Regions from separate parts of the Anser cygnoides genome. Here region 1 is linked to region 2. Evidence: chromatin contacts called from public Hi-C data. All regions are on one chromosome and are shown on one strand. The core of a region is the stretch at or near the end of the contact, and the rest is flanking DNA. Distances in the headings are between cores, read along the strand shown.

The links. Hi-C and Micro-C count contacts between places; a contact is called where the count stands out from the background.
Region 1: a Hi-C map of liver shows a contact between it and region 2, with 1.6 times the contacts expected there. The contact joins the promoter of BAIAP2 here to the promoter of NPLOC4 in region 2. A contact is called at or near these places in 2 of 7 Hi-C or Micro-C datasets (both in liver).

What each region holds. Positions count from the first base shown.
Region 1 is chr19:12,047,730-12,051,281 of Taihu_goose_T2T_genome, forward strand. It overlaps BAIAP2 (BAR/IMD domain containing adaptor protein 2), which reads right to left and starts at 1,488. Exons shown (of 16, transcript XM_066979967.1): 1 at 1,322-1,488. The coding sequence starts at 1,393.
Region 2 is chr19:11,826,281-11,830,234 of Taihu_goose_T2T_genome, forward strand. It overlaps NPLOC4 (NPL4 homolog, ubiquitin recognition factor), which reads left to right and starts at 2,258. Exons shown (of 17, transcript XM_066979996.1): 1 at 2,258-2,419; 2 at 3,690-3,770. TSPAN10 (tetraspanin 10) reads right to left here and starts at 1,875. Exons shown (of 3, transcript XM_048064537.2): 1 at 1,628-1,875; 2 at 624-1,219; 3 at 1-534. The coding sequence starts at 1,714. The coding sequence ends at 228.

The DNA of each region.
Region 1 (3,552 bases), core at 238-2,737, 220 kb after region 2:
CAAGGTGGGTTCGAAGCCGCCCGAGAGCCACCCTGCGCGCTCACTGCGCACAGACTCCTGGAGAAATGGTTACCTGCCGCACAAAGCTGCCATCGCCGCAGATCACCAAGGACAACACCCCTCAAACAACACCTGAGTCACCAGCTGAAACCCTTCCGAGCAGCTGCCCCTGGAGCCCGAGCACACCATGGGTGTGCAAAGCACAGCGCGGTGCTCGCCCTGCTCCAGCGGCTCCCGCCCAGCCCAGCTGATAAGAGCGCAGGAGGGGGCAGCTTTTGGGTGCACGGGGCCATTAAATCAGCCCCCCGGGGTGACGGGCTCTGCCCGTGTGTGACAACAGCACAGGGACTGGGGGACCAGCGGCATTTAAAGGGTGCAATGGAGTCCCACAGACACCCAAACCCCATGTGCTGCTCGATGCCCGGGCAGAAAGCTCCAGCCGCAGCCCTGCTGCACACCAGGTTCGGGTGCCACGAGCACTGCTTGAACAGCTGCTGTGCCCGAGGTGCCAGCAGGAGACTTCAGAACTTTACTACCTCGATGGTTTTCACGCTAAATTTTCCAGTCAGTGTTTTTTTTTCCACTTAACGCTCACAAGGAACTCGATCTGACCCCTCACGATGCAGAAAACCTCGCAAACCTCCCGGTTTAATGACTGACATCCCACACGCACGCCAGGACAGAAAGGTTCACCCGGGCTCGGCCACAGCACCCAGCAGAGCAGAAAGCTTTCCCTTCGCGAGGGGAGAGCAAGGCACGCGAAACATTTCATTTTTCTCATGCCACTGACGGGGGGGGAGGGAAAAAGGGGCAAATCGGGCGATGGGGAGATTCAGCAGCTCCAGGACACCGACTGCTTTGGGTGCTCGAGGAAAGCCAGGGACCGCCCCGGCGGGGCTCGCCCGTGCCGGCCCGGGGTGACCCAGGACAGGGGGGTTAGGACGGGTCCCCCCCGGGCCGGGGGCCGCTCCCTGCCCCCCCGGGCCGCCCCTCGCCCCCCCCCCCGGCCCCGCTCCCACCTCGACGCACCCCGGGGTGCGGGGGACCGGGGGCGGCTCGGGCAGCGGCGCCCCCCCCGGCGGAGCTCGGAGCGCTCCGTGCAGGCTGCGGGGGGGAGCGGGGGCGGCTCGGCCCCCCCGGCGGCGGCGGCACATCCTCCTCCTCCTCCTCCTCCTCCTCCTCCTCCTCCTCTCCTCCTCCTCCAGCCGCCCCCGCAGCAGCCCCCGCTCTGCCCCCGCGCCCGGCGGAGGAGGGGAGGAAAACGGGAAAGGGAAAAAGAAAAAGAGGGGGGGGTGGGGAAAAAACCTGTTGCCGGGCTCACCTTGTAGACATTCTCGGTGAGGCGGTGCACCTCCTCGGAGCGGGACATGCCGGGCGGGCCGGGCAGCACCATGGGCGGGCGGTGCGGGGCGGTGCGGTGCGGGGCCGGGCGGTGCGGAGCGGGGCCGGGCGGTGCGGAGCGGAGCGGAGAGCAAGGCAGCGGAGCGGGGCCGCCGCTTTTATCAGCTCCCGGCCGCCGCCGCCCGCCCCGGCCCGCCCCGGCCCGCCCGCAGGGAGGAGCTGAGCCGGGCTGAGCCGGGCAGGGTGCGGGGTGCGGGGTGCGGGGTGCGGGGTGCGGGGTGCTGAGCGGGGGGCGGGGGGCGGCCGGGGCGGGGGGCAGCACCGTGCTGTGCCCCGTCTGATGCCTGCCCCCTGCGTGTGCCATGGTGCCCCGCTGCACTCCTATCCTACACCCCGTTCCCATTCCATGCCCTATTCTCGTCCTGTACCCCGTTCCCATCCCCTACCCCATTCCCTATTTCCATCCTATTCCCCATTCCCCATTCCCATTCCCTATTCCCGTATTCCCCATCCCATCCTGTACCCCATTCCCATCCCTTACCCCATTCCCTATTTCCATCCCATTCCCCATTCCCCATTCCCATCCCATTCCCTATTATCCCGTACCCCATTCCCCATTCCCATCCTGTACCCCATTCCCATCCCGTTCCCTATTTCCATCCCGTACCCCATTCCCTATTTTCATCCCATTCCCCGTTCCCATCCCGCACCCCATTCCCGTCCCATACCCCATTCCCATCCTGCACCCTATTCCCATCCCATTCCCTGTTCCCATCCCATAACCCACTCCCATCCCATACCCAATTCCCATCCCTCACCCCTTTCCCACCCCATTCCCTATTCCCATTCCCCATCCGTACCCCCCACTGCACCCCATAACCTGTCCTATAGCCCCTACTCTTCCGCATCCTACAGCCCCTGATGCTCCATCCCATATCGTGTGCCCCTGCAATACTCCACGCCGTGCCCTGCAGTCCCCGCTGTGCCACACACCCTCGCTGCCCCCCATGCTGACCCCGTCCTCCTGCCCGCGCGGTGCCAGGCGGGTGAGGAGCAGCCGGTGGCTGCACGGTGTTGCTGTTAGGTGGGGACAGACGTCAGATGCCATCCAGAAAGGACAGGAGAGTGCCACGGGCAGTCATGGGCACGGGGCCCACAGTGTCCGTGCACAACCTGGAGCAGGGCTTGGCCCGGGCAGGGGAGGCAGCCCCTGCCTGCTGCCCCCCGGGCTCTCCCCTCCTCGCCCCACCAGCACTGGGGTGCTCCAGCATCCCCTCAGTCCTCCCAGCTGTGGAGCTGCCCCACTCCCATCCCTCGGATTGATGGCAGTGCATTTTGTGGGGGTCCCGAGGGATGCGAGCAGCGTGGTTGTGCCTCCGGGCCAGTACCGCACCGTCCTCATCCTCACGGCCGTCCCCACCATGCAGCCGTCCCCTGCTGCTCCCTGCGGTGCTGTCCGTGCTTGAACCAGAGCATCAAGGGGCTTGTCCCTGTCCCTGTCCCTGTCCCTGTCCCTGTCCCTGTCCCTGTCCCTGTCCCTGCATGCCTGCAGCCACACCAGCAAGGAGCACCCAGGGGCTGAAGGTGCCAGGGTGCAAACCACCACGGGCAGCCTCTCCTGGCCCTCGGAGCAAGCATTTCCCTCCTGCCCCTCCTGCCCCTCGGCCACGGGGAGCAGTGAAGTAGTTAAGCAGCCTCGCGTGCCTTTCTCGGTCATCTCCTCCATCAATTCCGAGCAGCAGCCGCAGGAGCAGCCCCAGCCAGTCAATATCTCGGCCCCGAAGCTCCGCTCCTGCCCCCCCCCTGCTGCCTCCCCTCCACCTCCCGCAGGCGAGGAGCCGGGGGGCACCCAGGGGCGCCGCTCAGCCCGGGCATGCCTGGCTCCCAGTTTGGCCTCTCAGAGGTTTCCCACACCAGGGGACAGGGAAGAATTTACGACGTGTGTGCAGGCTTTTCTCGTTCTCTGGCGTGGCCGGTTAACCCTTTGCTGCTAGGGCTGGGGGACAGAAGGGGAGGTGGGACATCGCCATGGGTGGGACATCGCCACGGGTGGGACATCGCCATGGGTGGGACATCGCCACGGGTGGGACATCGACATGGGTGGGACATAGCCACGGGTGGGACATCCCCGCGGGTGGCAGGCCCCGGGCTGCCCATGCACTGCTTTGTGCTCCAGGCTGCTCCTGCCTGAGGTTTGGGGCTGCTCCCGTG
Region 2 (3,954 bases), core at 1,008-3,507:
GGATGGGGCTGGAAGGCGTCTCCTCATGCCACGGGTGCAGGGAGGGGATGTAATGATGGGATACGGACACGGTTGGGGCTCAGCTTCTGCAGAGGTTTATTCTGGGTTGCATCAGCCTGGTCTGCAACAAAGGAGGGCAGATGGAGAGCACAGGGCGCCCCATCCATGCTCAGCATCACCCCCAACCCCGCAGTGTCCCCCCCCCCGGGGTGGCAGCCAGCCCCCCCTCAGCCCCACACCCCGCCGGGCACGATGTCCGCGAGCACCTTCAGCGCCATGAGCAGCCCAGCAGCCTCCAGCAGCACCAGCACGGCTGCGCCGGTCGCGATGCTGCCGGCCTGGCCGCGGAGCCAGGCTCCGAGCTGCACCACGCAGCCCCCCAGGTGCACTACGCCGGCAGCCTCCATGTCCCCGAGGCGCAGGACCCCCAGGGCACACTGGTCATTGGTGACGGAGCCGTTCTGCAGCGGGTCCAGGCAGCAGGAGGCAGGCACGCTGCAGGCTTGCACCCCCGGGGCGCTGCAGTTGAAGTACCTGCGGGAGGAACCAGGAGAAATCACCGAGTCCCCACCGCCCTCCTGCAGCGGGGAGGCCCCCCCGTGCCCCCCCAAGCCCCAACTCACGGGTTGCTCTCCCAGTCTCGATAGGAGCCGAGCCCGCAGCAGCTCAGGGCACGCTGTACCTCGTCCACCAGGAGCCTTAGGTCGGGCTCCTGCTGGTAGTGCAGCAGGCAGAGCAGCAGGGCGGCACGCAGGGCGTCGCGCAGCCGGCGCCGCGCCGCGAACAGCAGCAGCCCCCCCAGCACCTCCAGCCCCACGAAGGCCAGCACGGCCCCCACAAAGAAGCGCAGGAGGCAGGCGCTGGAGCGGAGGGCCCCCAGGCAGCCGGCCAGGGACACGGCGCTGGCCCCCAGCCCCGCCAGCACGAAGAGCAGCATGGGGTCGGAGCCCAGCAGGGCCAGGCGCTCGTGCTGCAGCGAGCCCTTGGCCAGCAGCCCCCACACCCCGACTCCTAGGGCCAGCAGGCCCAGCAGGAGGAAGAGGAGGTTCCAGAGGAAGGCCAGGTACCGCACGCAGTGGCTGAAGGCGCCCGGCTTGGGGGGCACGGGGCACCACTCCTCGGGGTGCTGCTCGGCCGCAGGAAGGTGCGTGTCCTCCACCAGCAAGCCTTCATCATTGTCATCATCAGAGGGGTAGGGCAGCTCCGCCAGCCTGGATGCCTGCGTGGGACAGACAAGCCACAGCCCCCGTGGCAGCTGCAGGGCCTGCGGACCCCCAGAAACACCCCCATAATGGCCCCCAGCCCTCACACCCCCCGTGTACACCAGCACAAGGCAGCTGGGGGCTCCCAGAGCCACCCCATGCTCCGATGTGATGTGGGTGAGCTGGGCATGGGGCACCCTGCGTCCACCCCCCCGGGTCTGTGCAGATGGGGAGCCATGGTGGGGAGCTCTGCCAGAGACCCTACCTCTTATAGGGACCCCCAGCTCATCCCTATGGGGACCCCCAGGGATGTAGGCACCCTGGGGACCCAGAGGTGCCCAGGAAGCACCCAGCCCCCCCAGGGCCAGGACACAGAGCCACCCCAAGGACCCTACAGGGGTCAGCAGGGGGGTCCCGCAGGTTACCTGGGGCAGCAGCCGGCTGCTCTCCCCGCTGCCCACCGCCCTCCGGGGTCTGAGGAGCCAGGACAGCCGTTCCCTGAGCGGCGCCATCCTGCTCCCCGGGGCTGCTGCAGTCACGCTCCTATCATGTGAGAGGCTGCGGCCGGGCCTTAAATAGGGCCGCGGCTCCCAGCACCACAGCTGGGCCCACTCAAGACCCCCCCATGCAGCCCCCACACTGACGGGTGATGAAGGCTTGGCAGGATGGATCCGGAGCCACCATTAGAGGGGCAGTGGGGGTGAGGAGGGGACAAGGACCCACGCCCCAGCTGAGCCCACCCCATGGTTTTCTGAGCCCCGTGGGGGCTCCCCCCACGTGTGGGGGGAGGAAGAGGGAAGAGGAGTAGGAAGATGAGGAGGAGGAGGAAGAGGAGGAAGAGGAGGAAGGGGGGACTGTTTGTATCCGGAACAAAAAAACAAGCGCTGCGGTTGAGCGGGGCGGGTTACGCCGTTGCACCGCACATCCGTGGGGGAACGGTGCCGCGGCGGACCGCCCCGCCTAGGAACCTTTGTGCACCGGAACGCGAGGGCCGGGTTCCGGGGCCCACCCGGCGGCCTGAAGCGCTCGGGCAGCGGCGGCGGGGCCGGGACCGGGCCCTGGGGGTGGCGGCGGCGGCAGCGGAGGGGGAGGAGGGGGGGGGGGGGGAACGGAACCGAGCTGGGCCTCAACGAGGTGGGGGTGGGGGGGGACGCGTTTGGGCAGCACCGGGCAGCGCCGAGGGGGCTCGGAAGGGCGGCGAGATGGCGGAGACGATCGTGAGTGGGGCCCGGCGGCGGCGGCGGGGGAGGGGCGATGAGGCAGCAGAATCCGGGGGGGGGCGGCGGGGAAGGCCCGGGGGGGTGTTGGGGGGGGGCAGCACACGGTCTAGCTGGGGGGGAGGGGGAAGCAGGGGGAAGGCGTCCAAAGCACCGCGGAGCGGTGCTTTGGACGCCTTCCCCCTGCTTCCCCCCCCCCGCCAAAGTGTTGGGTGTTGGTTTTTTACCCCCCCCCGGCACCTCAGGCCTTCCTCTGCCTCCTGTCAGCACCCCCGGGGGGGCTTCTGGCAGGACGCCGGCACGCCTCGCTGCTCCCTCGGGCCCTCACCCGGTCCCTGGGAGACAGTGTTTACGTTCGCCGCTTCCCCGGCCCTTTTTACCACCTCCCGTGCCCGGTTTTTATTTATATTTTTATATTTCTCCCCTCCAAAGTTGCCATTTTCCCCCCACTTCTGACTTAAGACTGCAGTAGGGAGCGTGAGGACACCGGTGTTTACTTTCGCTGCTTCCCCGGCCCTTTTTACCACCTCCCGTGCCCAGTTTTTATTTATATTTTTATATTTCTCCCCTCCAAAGTTGCCATTTTCTCCCCACCTCGGACTTTAAACTTCAGCAGGGAGCGTGAGGACAGCAGTGTTTACGTTCGCTGCTTCCCCCTTTTTACCGCTCCCATGCCCAATTTTTGTTTATATTTCCATTTTTTACCCCCCAAAGTTGCCGTTTTTCCCCACTTCCGGCTTAACGCTTCACCAAAAGCAACGCAGAATGTTTCCTGGCTTTGTGTCTCTTCGTTAGAAGGCAATATGAGATGTTAACTCTCTGCGTCCCTTCGTTAGCCGTGCAATTTGCACGCCACTAACGAGGGCTGAGGCGTAACGACCTCGCGGGCGCCCGTCAGCACCGGTCCGGCCGGTGAGTGTGGCACTGGGTGAGTCCCTCCCGGAGAAGCTCTGATTCACCTTTCTTCTGAAAGTTCAGTTCGGCGTCCGAGGGCAGAGCTCTGACCAAAAAAAAAGCAGCGTTAGCATTTTTTTTTCCACTGCCAGCTTCTCGCTGGACCTCGTCCATGAGGGTAATTAATCCTTCGGCGTGCAGCCCCCGGCCGTGCAGCGCCACCCGGGCGGAATGACTTCCCTGCGCGGTTGCGCTCTGATGGGGCGCGGCGTTAGAAGCCCGGGCGGGGGGAATTCATCGCGCTGGAGCGAGCCGCGAGCACGGGGCGGGCTCCGTGTCCCCGCAGCTAACGGGGGCTGTCCTCTTCTCCCCGCAGATCATCCGCGTGCAGTCGCCAGAAGGGGTGAAGCGCATCACGGCCACCAAGCGCGAGACCGTGGCCACGTTCCTCAAGAAGGTAGCCGAGCCCTCGCCGCGTTCCAGCCGGGCCGGGGAAAAAAAAACTGTTTTTATTGATAGAGCTGAAACTAGATTCCTCGGAGTGTATCCAGAGGGATAAATAACCAATTTAAAGAAGGAAACGTATCGGCTTTTCAGTTGGGATCCTTAGGGTGGGAGCTTTCCTGGGGCGGGACGGGCGT